Linked DNA regions of Sus scrofa: all the other regions are linked to region 2. The links are chromatin contacts, called in public Hi-C maps. All regions are on one chromosome and are shown on one strand. The core of a region is the stretch at or near the end of the contact, and the rest is flanking DNA. Distances in the headings are between cores, read along the strand shown. Region 1 overlaps LOC110260031 (a long non-coding RNA gene). Region 2 holds the start of SGK1 (serum/glucocorticoid regulated kinase 1). Region 3 has its middle 230 kb from the start of ALDH8A1.

Region 1 (2,849 bases), core at 60-2,559, 480 kb after region 2:
TCAGTACTCGCCTGCTCCTGAGTCTCAAGGCACCCCGGTCTTTTCTGTTAGAATATTTGTCACTTACTTGTTTTTAACATTTACCTGGTGCCAAAGGCAACACTCTTCCAAATGTTTTCCTCAAAACAAGCCTATGTGACATGCAGTATTATCCTCATTTTATAGATGGGGAGCAAAGGGACAGAGACAGGAGATCACTCCGCCCAGATGGAACAGGAGTCAAATCCAGGCGGGCGAGGCCCAGAATTCATGCTCTAACCCCTACCCTACACCCCTTTGGCCATGTTAAGGCTGTAGACATCCACGCCCAGATTTTTCTTCTACCGCAAACTTACTGAGAACAGAGTTCATTCTAACCCAGGCCTATATTCCAGAGAACATTTAGAATAGTGCCTGGGGCAGACTTAGACATCCAATCATTAACTAACTAAATGAATAACAAATAGGAGAAGAAGGCATAAGGGCATCTAGGCTTTGATAGCAAGAACACATCTGTTCTGTCGATAGCAGGAACCACAACCAGACTTATGGTTACCAAGGATGGGGGTGAGGAGAAGGACGGAGAGTTTGGGATTAGCAGAGGGCAACTACTATACATAAGATGGATGTTGTTACAAGGTCCTACTGTATAGTACATGGTTCAGCAGCCTGTGATAAGCCATGATGGAAAAAAATATGAAAAGGAATAAATATGTTTATAACGATGTCACCTGGCTGTACAACAGAGATTAACACAACACTGTAAGTCAACTATACTTCATACAAGTTTTTTAAAAAAGAACACATCTGTGTTGTGATAATGGGGCTGGAGAAACACCGTCCTAACTCTTTGGTCCTTTCATTCCCACCTACTCCCTGCATCCTACCTTCCTTAAGCTGCTGTGCTAAAGGTGTTAAAAATGGATGAACTATAGGGAAAATAGCCAACTGCAGAATGAGAGCTAGCTCTTGATGAAACTCTAAAGAAATGTGACTTTGCTGCTTTCTGTTTCCTTTTTCCCCCTTGGGGGGGGGAGCGGGGCGGGGGCATTTGAAGTGTCTGGGGCTTCACTTCACGGGTTTGGAGAGGTCACCACTGGACCTCCAGGAAGAGAACAGTCTGACCACAGCAGTGGGACAATCACTGTAAGGCACATGCTATAAAATATATATTCCCTCCGACATATGATTCAGCCCCACTCAAATGTTCTCTGTAGTTCAGATTTGTACATTTGATGTACCCTTCCCTCATAAACTCTCATAAAACCTCCTTAGTGCATGACTCACTTTTGTTCATTTACTCACATTTCGGTGATGATAATTAACCTTGGCTAAGAGGTTCTCTTCACTAGACTGACTCAGGGGTTGTTAAAAGCAACCGGCTCACACACTAGACAGTCGAAGAAATGCAATTGGGCTCATGTGTTCTAGTATTCACATCTAACATTCTTGTAAATCCAAGCTCTCAGCTGGAGGGTCTCTTGGTCAAAGCAGGGGCTCTGAAGTCCAGGTCCTCAGTTTTGGTCAGTCAGTCTCATGGTTGCAGCCATTCAATAACTGGTAACTGGGATGGAAAAGCCAGAAAAGAATGAAAGTGTTTCCTTGTTATTATTATATTTTATAATAGAATAGCCTATTTGATTTCTTACTTGGCTTAAAATTGCATGACTCGTTCCTCAAAAAATTAAAGAATTACCACATGACCCAGAAATTTCACTCCTAGGTATGTACCTAAAGAATTGAAAACAGAACTTCCTGTGGTGACTCAGCGAGTTAAGAACCCAACATAGTGTCCAGGAGGATGCAGGTTTGATCCCTGGCCTTGCTCAATGGGTTAAGGATCTGGCATTGCTGCAAGCTGTGGCATAGGTCACAGATGCAGCTCAGATCTGGTGTTACCGTGGCTGTGGCATAGGCTGGCAGCTGCAACTCCAGTTTGACCCCTAGCCCTCAAACTTCCATATGCCACAGCTGTGGCTATAGGAAAAACAAACAAACAAACAAATAAGAACTGAAAACAGGTATTAAAATAAACACATGCAGTTGCATTTTCATAGCAACACCGTTGCCAGTAACCAAAGTAGAAGAAGCCCAATGTCCAACAACTGATAACTGGATAAGCAAATTGTGGCAAATACATAGAGTAGAATACTATTCAGTCATAAAAAGAAGTGAGTATTGATACAGACTCCAACACAATGAAACTTGAAATCACATGCTAAAGGAAAGAAGCCAAACTCAAAAGGTCTCATATTATGTGATTCTGTTTAATCCAAAACATTCAGAATAGGTAAATCCATAGAAACAGAAAACATATTAATGGTAGCCAGAGGCTGAGGGGATGAGAAATATGGGAAGGACGGCTCAGTGGGGACAGGGCTTCCTTTTAAGGTGATGAAAATGTTTGGGAACTAAATAAAGACGGTGATTATACAACATTGTGAACATACAAACTGCCACTGAATTGTCGCCTTTAAAATAGTTATGTGAATTTGACCTCAATTTTTAAAAATTGCATGTCTTCCTATTGAGGAATTACTAATACACTAAATAAAATTATAAACCTGTCATTCTTTTGCAAATCAGTATGGCACACATCCTATCATACAAGGATAATGTTCAAATTATTTAATAACCAGCAAAGAACACATGCCCCCACTCAAAAATTACAGCTCCTGTTAAAATTAGTGCTTCAGCTTTCAGCCATTTAGACAGAGACCCACCGAAGAATCATTTTCAACCAAAGCCATGTGTGCAGGTCAGCAGGCATAATCTCAATGACTCCTTACCAACAATCCAGACTCAATTGTAAAGGGATATTTCTTCCATTTGGCAGAAAAAAATAAAGTTCAGCAAAACCAGGTGATTTG
Region 2 (2,798 bases), core at 295-2,794:
AAAACTTTGACTGCATAGAATGCTTCTTCTGCTTTGTGTCTTGCTAGAAGAACCTGAAATTTAAATTAAAAGTCAATTTTGCTGGCCACATTCAGGGAGTATGTAAAATGAGCATACGAAGGACTGCAAATAATGAAAAATTCAGATGTGAAATTACCTTTCCAAAACTGCCCTTCCCAATCACTTTCAAGAAGTGAAAGTCAGACGGTTTAGCATGAGGATTGGAAGATGGGCCCAGGTTGATTTGCTGAGAAGGACTTGGCTGGAAAATAAAATGTTTTCTTTTAATAGCCTTGCTTCAAAGGAAGATTATCAGTTATACAGTACAGGCAATGTAAAGGAGAATACATCTACAGATGACTGAGGCAGGTCCCCATATATCTATAAACACATTCCAAACTACTTTTCATCTATACATGTGACTATCGTATGGAAATTGTACAGTCGTGCTATTGTTAAACAGAAAATACCCTTATGAAATATGCCTTTTAAAATACTCCACTGACTCATACTTAAGTGCTTACTTATGTCACTTGTTTGCCATGCACTAATGAGGCATTCCTGCCTTGACACTAACTTCTAGAAATGCTGTTTTAACTCAACAATGTAGGAAGACTTATATGACTCATTTACAAGATTTCTCCATTGATGCATCACAACAGAGGACACTTACAGGAGGAGAAGGGTTGGCATTCATAAGCTCAGGCTCCTGAGGTTGAGAGATTTTCAAAATGGACTGAACTTCAGAGCTGCAAAGAAAGGAAGAAGTTAGAACCTGCTCGCTCTCCACAAGGGGGCAGAACAACACCAACAGTGAATTTCTGGCTCAACTTTTCCGGAGAATTCAGTGTTTCAACTAAAAACATCCAAATCAACTACTCAGCTAAAGAAAATAATCGCCAAAGAAAAGAATAAACCCAGTTAACTACAGAGAGGACGGTTGTCCTTTGTGGAGAGAGGGGATTAATTAGGCACACATGAAAGTTTCCTCTTGAATTTCTAGAACAAGCCCAATCAGCTAATTAATTCTAATGTTTCAAATGTTTTAAATAATTAGAACCTAAAGAGAAAACGGACCCGCCCCCTCCCCCCCAGAAAGTCTTTAGCATCCTGATCCATATACTGATGAGAATGTGTCTTCACTACTGGTAAATGGAAAATTTTACTACTTATGTTTATTTTCCCAAATCGCCCCCCAACTTACTGTTTGCATGCATAGGAATTATTGGCAATCTTCTGAATAAAGTCGTTCAGGCCCATCCTTCTCTGTTTCATGAAAGCTGTGAATTAGAGAGGAGAAATACATGTTTAGACGGTATTGTAACATCCAACGCCACGCACACTAATCTGATCCGGGACTTTGCAAAATTTCCACTTCGCGAAACCTAGAAATCCAGCCGTATTCCTACACTCACCGATGAGAATTGCTACCATTCCCCTCATTCTGGAGTAAGTGAGTGTGTTCCTAGCAGCCTCGGTTTTCACTGTCATCGTCACAGAGAACAGGGAGTTGCTAGCGAAGGGAGACCTGCTCAGCCAACACTGCGCTCCCGCACTGCCACCGCCTTTATAAGCGTTTTGTCGCCGCGGGGGCGGGGCCCACGCAACAATGAGGAAGTGGCGCTGCCTGGCCCCGCCCCGGCCCCGCCCCCGGCTGCCTGCGGCTCGACCGGCGGCGAAGCGGCTGGCTGCGGGCGGTTCCGCCCCCGGTCAGAGGACCATCCGCGAGCAGAAGAGGGGGGGGAAGCGGGGACCGCCTGGGGAGGGCCAGGCGCGGGGCTGTTATCGGCTTCCCTCGGCTCCCGAGCCGGAGAGAGGGAAACCGCAAAAGAAGGGGGTGGGGAGCGAGGGAGCGGCCGGAGTAATTTTCCACCTTTCTCATTTATTCCGCTCGGCGAGGAAATCAGAGTCTAGGCAAATCAGGAAATCTGAGCGCTTTCGGCTCGGTGCGCGGCGATCGGGGTGGCTCGGTGCCCGCTCTAGTTTCTCAAGCCCTTAGTTCGGATTCACCCCGAGCCCTGGCTCCGACCCTGACCCTCTCCCTTAATTCGCGCAGCAGCCTCCGCAGCGCTTGCCGGGCGGCTGTGCACCACCAACCCGGGTTATCTCTCCCGCGCAGGGCGGCAGCGCCGGGCGAGGGCAGCTCAGCGTGCCCTTATCTTCAGGGTCAGTGTGGGGCCAGGGCTCCCGGCCGGTCCCCCCGTTCCCGCCGCCCTCCTACCCCGGCCCCAGCCCGCCACCCTCAGTACAACCCCAAATACCCAGCCCCACTCGCCAGGTCCGAGCAACTAGTGGATGAGTGGGGGAGAAAAGTCCCCAGAGTGCCGGCAGCGGTCCTTACCTAGTCCGGTCAGAAGGAAGGACTCACTCCTTTTCTGCACCTCGGCCCTCTTTTTGTGGCGGGGCCGGAGCAGGGACTCGAGCCGGGTCCTGGCCAGTGCGCCCTGCATCTCCCCCATGGGCAGCGGCGGCGGGGCGCGCAGCGGGCGAGGGCGACAAGAGAACACTGACGTTTCCTTGAAGGAGCCGCCGTGACTCAGGCCGGGCAAGATTTCCTGCCCAGAGTCCCAAAACAAACAAATGGCCCTTGTGCACGGCCGAGCCGCTTCCGAAAACGCCTTTTTTGTGCTTTTGGCCAAAGCCAAGCAAGGCTGAAAAATCCCAGAACTTGGAAGAGGAGGAAGGAAGGAAAGAAAGAGGGAAGGGGGAGGGAGAGGTCAGGAATGTGGAGGGGAGGGGGCGGAAATAAAATTCGTCTCTGCACTAAAGTGGAAAAAAAAATCTGCATTTCAGTCCCC
Region 3 (2,741 bases), core at 131-2,630, 450 kb after region 2:
TTGTCTCTCACATCCATGCATATTAGTACTCTACTACCAAATATGTGCTTCCAGAGACAAGAGACCATACCTTACGTAGCCACTTGCTTTTGAATAACTGACAATGATAATACTAACAGAGAGGCATTGCCCTAGTAATTAGTCTTAAATATTGTTTTGAGATTTCTAAAAATATCTCCCTAACGTGGTATTTATAACGCAGTGTTTATAGTTACACTCGCACTATAGGCTTCCATTTTCTTTTCCATGGTCACACTGAGGAAATGCTCTTGATTATACAGAGACCACATTGTCCATACAAGCCTTTTGATGACGGAATGGTTGGCACAGGCTTCCCTTCCTAAATATTTCGATGATTCACTTGTTCCATTTTTAAACATCAGTTTGGCGTTGGTGACATCTGCTAATTATTTGGTTCGATTCGTGGCTGGCATGAGATGTCCATCGGCAGCAATCAGGAAGATGTGATCAGTGTGAAATTCAGGCTACCCAGTCCATGACCAATTTGTAGTCATGCGTTGTCTTGTCTGTTTTTCTCTTTTCCCCAGAGGTATCGTTATTGGAAACATGGCTACCAGGAGTTTAGCATAAACCTGGTGAAAGACATCATTCAAGCGGAAGGTGCACTATCTTCTTATTAATAATATATCAACTCTGGAGTTCCCATTCTGGCACAGTGGAAACGAATCCAACTAGTAACCATAAGGTTGCGGGTTCGATCCCTGGCCTCACTCAGCCGGTTAAGGATCTGGCGTTGCCCTGACCTGTGGTGTAGGTCACAGACGTGGCTTGGATCTGGTGTTGCTGTGGCTGTAGCATAGGCCAGCAGCTGTGGCTCTGATTTGACTCCTAGCCTGGGAACTTCCATATGCTGCAGGTACAGCCCTAAAAAGCAATATATATATATATATATATCTCACCTCTGGAATTGCATTTCTTGGCCTATCCAATTGCATAGTTAAAGCCTTTTGCACCTCTCTTAAGGTCTGCTCCCAACCCTCATTCCGATGTAGAAGCAGTCATGAAAAAGAACTGAAAACTGACCTTTTTTGCTTCCAGGTACCAGGTTTTGAGAATTCCCCATAATGGCCCTTGTTTATTTGTTTGTTTCACCATCGTTATATGACTGTCACAGCTTCGTTAAGACATGTTAGTTAAGCTTCCTGGTTTAATTCTGAGTAAATTTAATCACCCTCAGTAAATCTACTAATAATTTTGCTTGTTTGTTTTTGTAGTGCTCAGCCAAGATTGGAGAGCAGTGGACTCAGACCCTGGTAGTAGCTGCATTTACTAATTCTTTATGCAACACTTTAGGTGGAAATTAGGGTACCTTTTCGCCATGTTGTGGTCTACCAAAGTACACAGAGGAAAATGTCTTCTGCCCCCTGGTGCTCCTGGTCTGCTACTGCAGCAGATGACAGTGCAGGGATCTTCAAGACAGAGTAGAGGGGTTTGCACATCTGCTGGTGGCAACTGGGAAAGCCACACCCTTTGAGGGCTTCACATATGAGGTAGTGCTAAAAACCTCAGTATTAGGTAAATTAATGGGGAGGAAGACTCAGCCAGTATAGTCAGCCCTGATGGGAGAACAGCAGCGACTCTGGGCTCTAGGTCTTATTGCTCTCTTGGCCTCTTCATTGGGGAACCCTCTGGGGCCAGAAACTCTGGCCATTGCTTCTTCTGTTGACTAAGCCAGATCCCACCTACTTCAGCACATTGACACCTGCTGCTCCCTCAACCTAAAAATCTCCCTATCCCCCTTCACCCACTAAACCTACCCTCCTTTCCAGACTTATCTGACAGGACATTTGGGTGAAAAAGACTGAAAATCAGGATGCTCTTAAGTCTTCTCACACCACCTGGGTCTTGCCTTTCGAGGCACTCATTACAATTGTAATTGAATAATTAATCATAAAAATTGTTGTTTAACGAATGGGTCATCTGCTAAAATGGAAGTCTCCGAGGGTCTTACATTTGCCTTTCAGTTTTTTTTTTTTTTTACGCATCTTAGGTGCATAATATATTTTTTAATGAATTTTGGATTGAGAACTCAACATTCTCAAATTTGACAGTACTTCTTTAGGTTTTGTGAATAAATCATAGTCAGGTTTATTATGGAGCACAATTTCAGTTACCCAGGGAAGGACAGAGAAGTTATGGAGAGGGTGGTCTGAATTGAGTCAACTTTCCCTTCATTCTGTTTTACCCAGGAGTAGTTGCACGCTAATGTAATCAAGCATCAAAACAAGCTTGCAGAAACTTTTCTCTTTCTACAAACTTCTCTCACTGCAGAAAGGATATGAATTCTACTCAAACCCCACTTCCATTTTACCATCTGCTTGCTGTGCAGACCCACCCTCCAAGACTCTAAGAGTTTTTCTTGTGATACATGCATATAGGATCAGAATCCTGGATACCACGTCAGTGCTCTTTGCTTCGTATGACCAGCAACAAAGCTTTTCATTACTGGGCATGAAGAAACCTTCTGGTTATTTTCTCTATAGTCTTACTCTAGAAATAAGCAATGAATGTAACTTTCTTTTGGCAGATAGAGGAAATGGGCACAGGCAAATCCGGAGCCCTTGACCACTGTCTTGCAGGTAAGACTGGTCACCTCTAGAGCAGCAGTAGAAAGAAACCTCAAGGACTTTGCTTTAGGGCAGTTCCCCAAGGTGTATAGCTGATCCCAGATTCTGGGTTTCCTCCCATTGACTAAAAGTATAATAAATACAAGTTACAGC

What was found. Hi-C and Micro-C count contacts between places; a contact is called where the count stands out from the background.
Region 1: a Hi-C map of embryonic fibroblasts shows a contact between it and region 2, with 2.2 times the contacts expected there. The contact joins the enhancer-like site here to the promoter of SGK1 in region 2. A contact is called at or near these places in 8 of 47 Hi-C or Micro-C datasets (embryonic fibroblasts, epiblast stem cells, fetal liver and 2 more) and 2 of 2 datasets of contacts at active chromatin or transcription factors (alveolar macrophages and skeletal muscle).
Region 3: a Hi-C map of alveolar macrophages shows a contact between it and region 2, with 5 times the contacts expected there. The contact joins the enhancer-like site here to the promoter of SGK1 in region 2. A contact is called at or near these places in 1 of 5 promoter capture datasets (liver), 25 of 47 Hi-C or Micro-C datasets (adipose tissue, alveolar macrophages, blood and 13 more) and 2 of 2 datasets of contacts at active chromatin or transcription factors (alveolar macrophages and skeletal muscle).

The regions. Positions count from the first base shown.
Region 1 is chr1:29,264,146-29,266,994 of Sscrofa11.1, reverse strand. LOC110260031 (a long non-coding RNA gene) reads right to left here. Exons shown (of 4, transcript XR_002342774.1): 2 at 1,285-1,543. Among named protein-coding and RNA genes, the nearest start is that of ALDH8A1, 200 kb to the right of the region's middle. Within about 2 kb of position 1,309, at least 7 of the 83 cell types and tissues checked have an H3K27ac peak or open chromatin away from gene starts, as enhancers often do. A contact at or near this core is called in embryonic fibroblasts, where this site is marked.
Region 2 is chr1:29,746,641-29,749,438 of Sscrofa11.1, reverse strand. It overlaps SGK1 (serum/glucocorticoid regulated kinase 1), which reads right to left and starts at 1,544. Exons shown (of 12, transcript NM_001244459.1): 1 at 1,416-1,544; 2 at 1,205-1,280; 3 at 674-749; 4 at 158-262; 5 at 1-53. The coding sequence starts at 1,491.
Region 3 is chr1:29,292,785-29,295,525 of Sscrofa11.1, reverse strand. No RefSeq gene overlaps it. Among named protein-coding and RNA genes, the nearest start is that of ALDH8A1, 230 kb to the right of the region's middle. Within about 2 kb of position 1,380, at least 6 of the 83 cell types and tissues checked have an H3K27ac peak or open chromatin away from gene starts, as enhancers often do. A contact at or near this core is called in adipose tissue, alveolar macrophages and retroperitoneal adipose tissue, where this site is marked.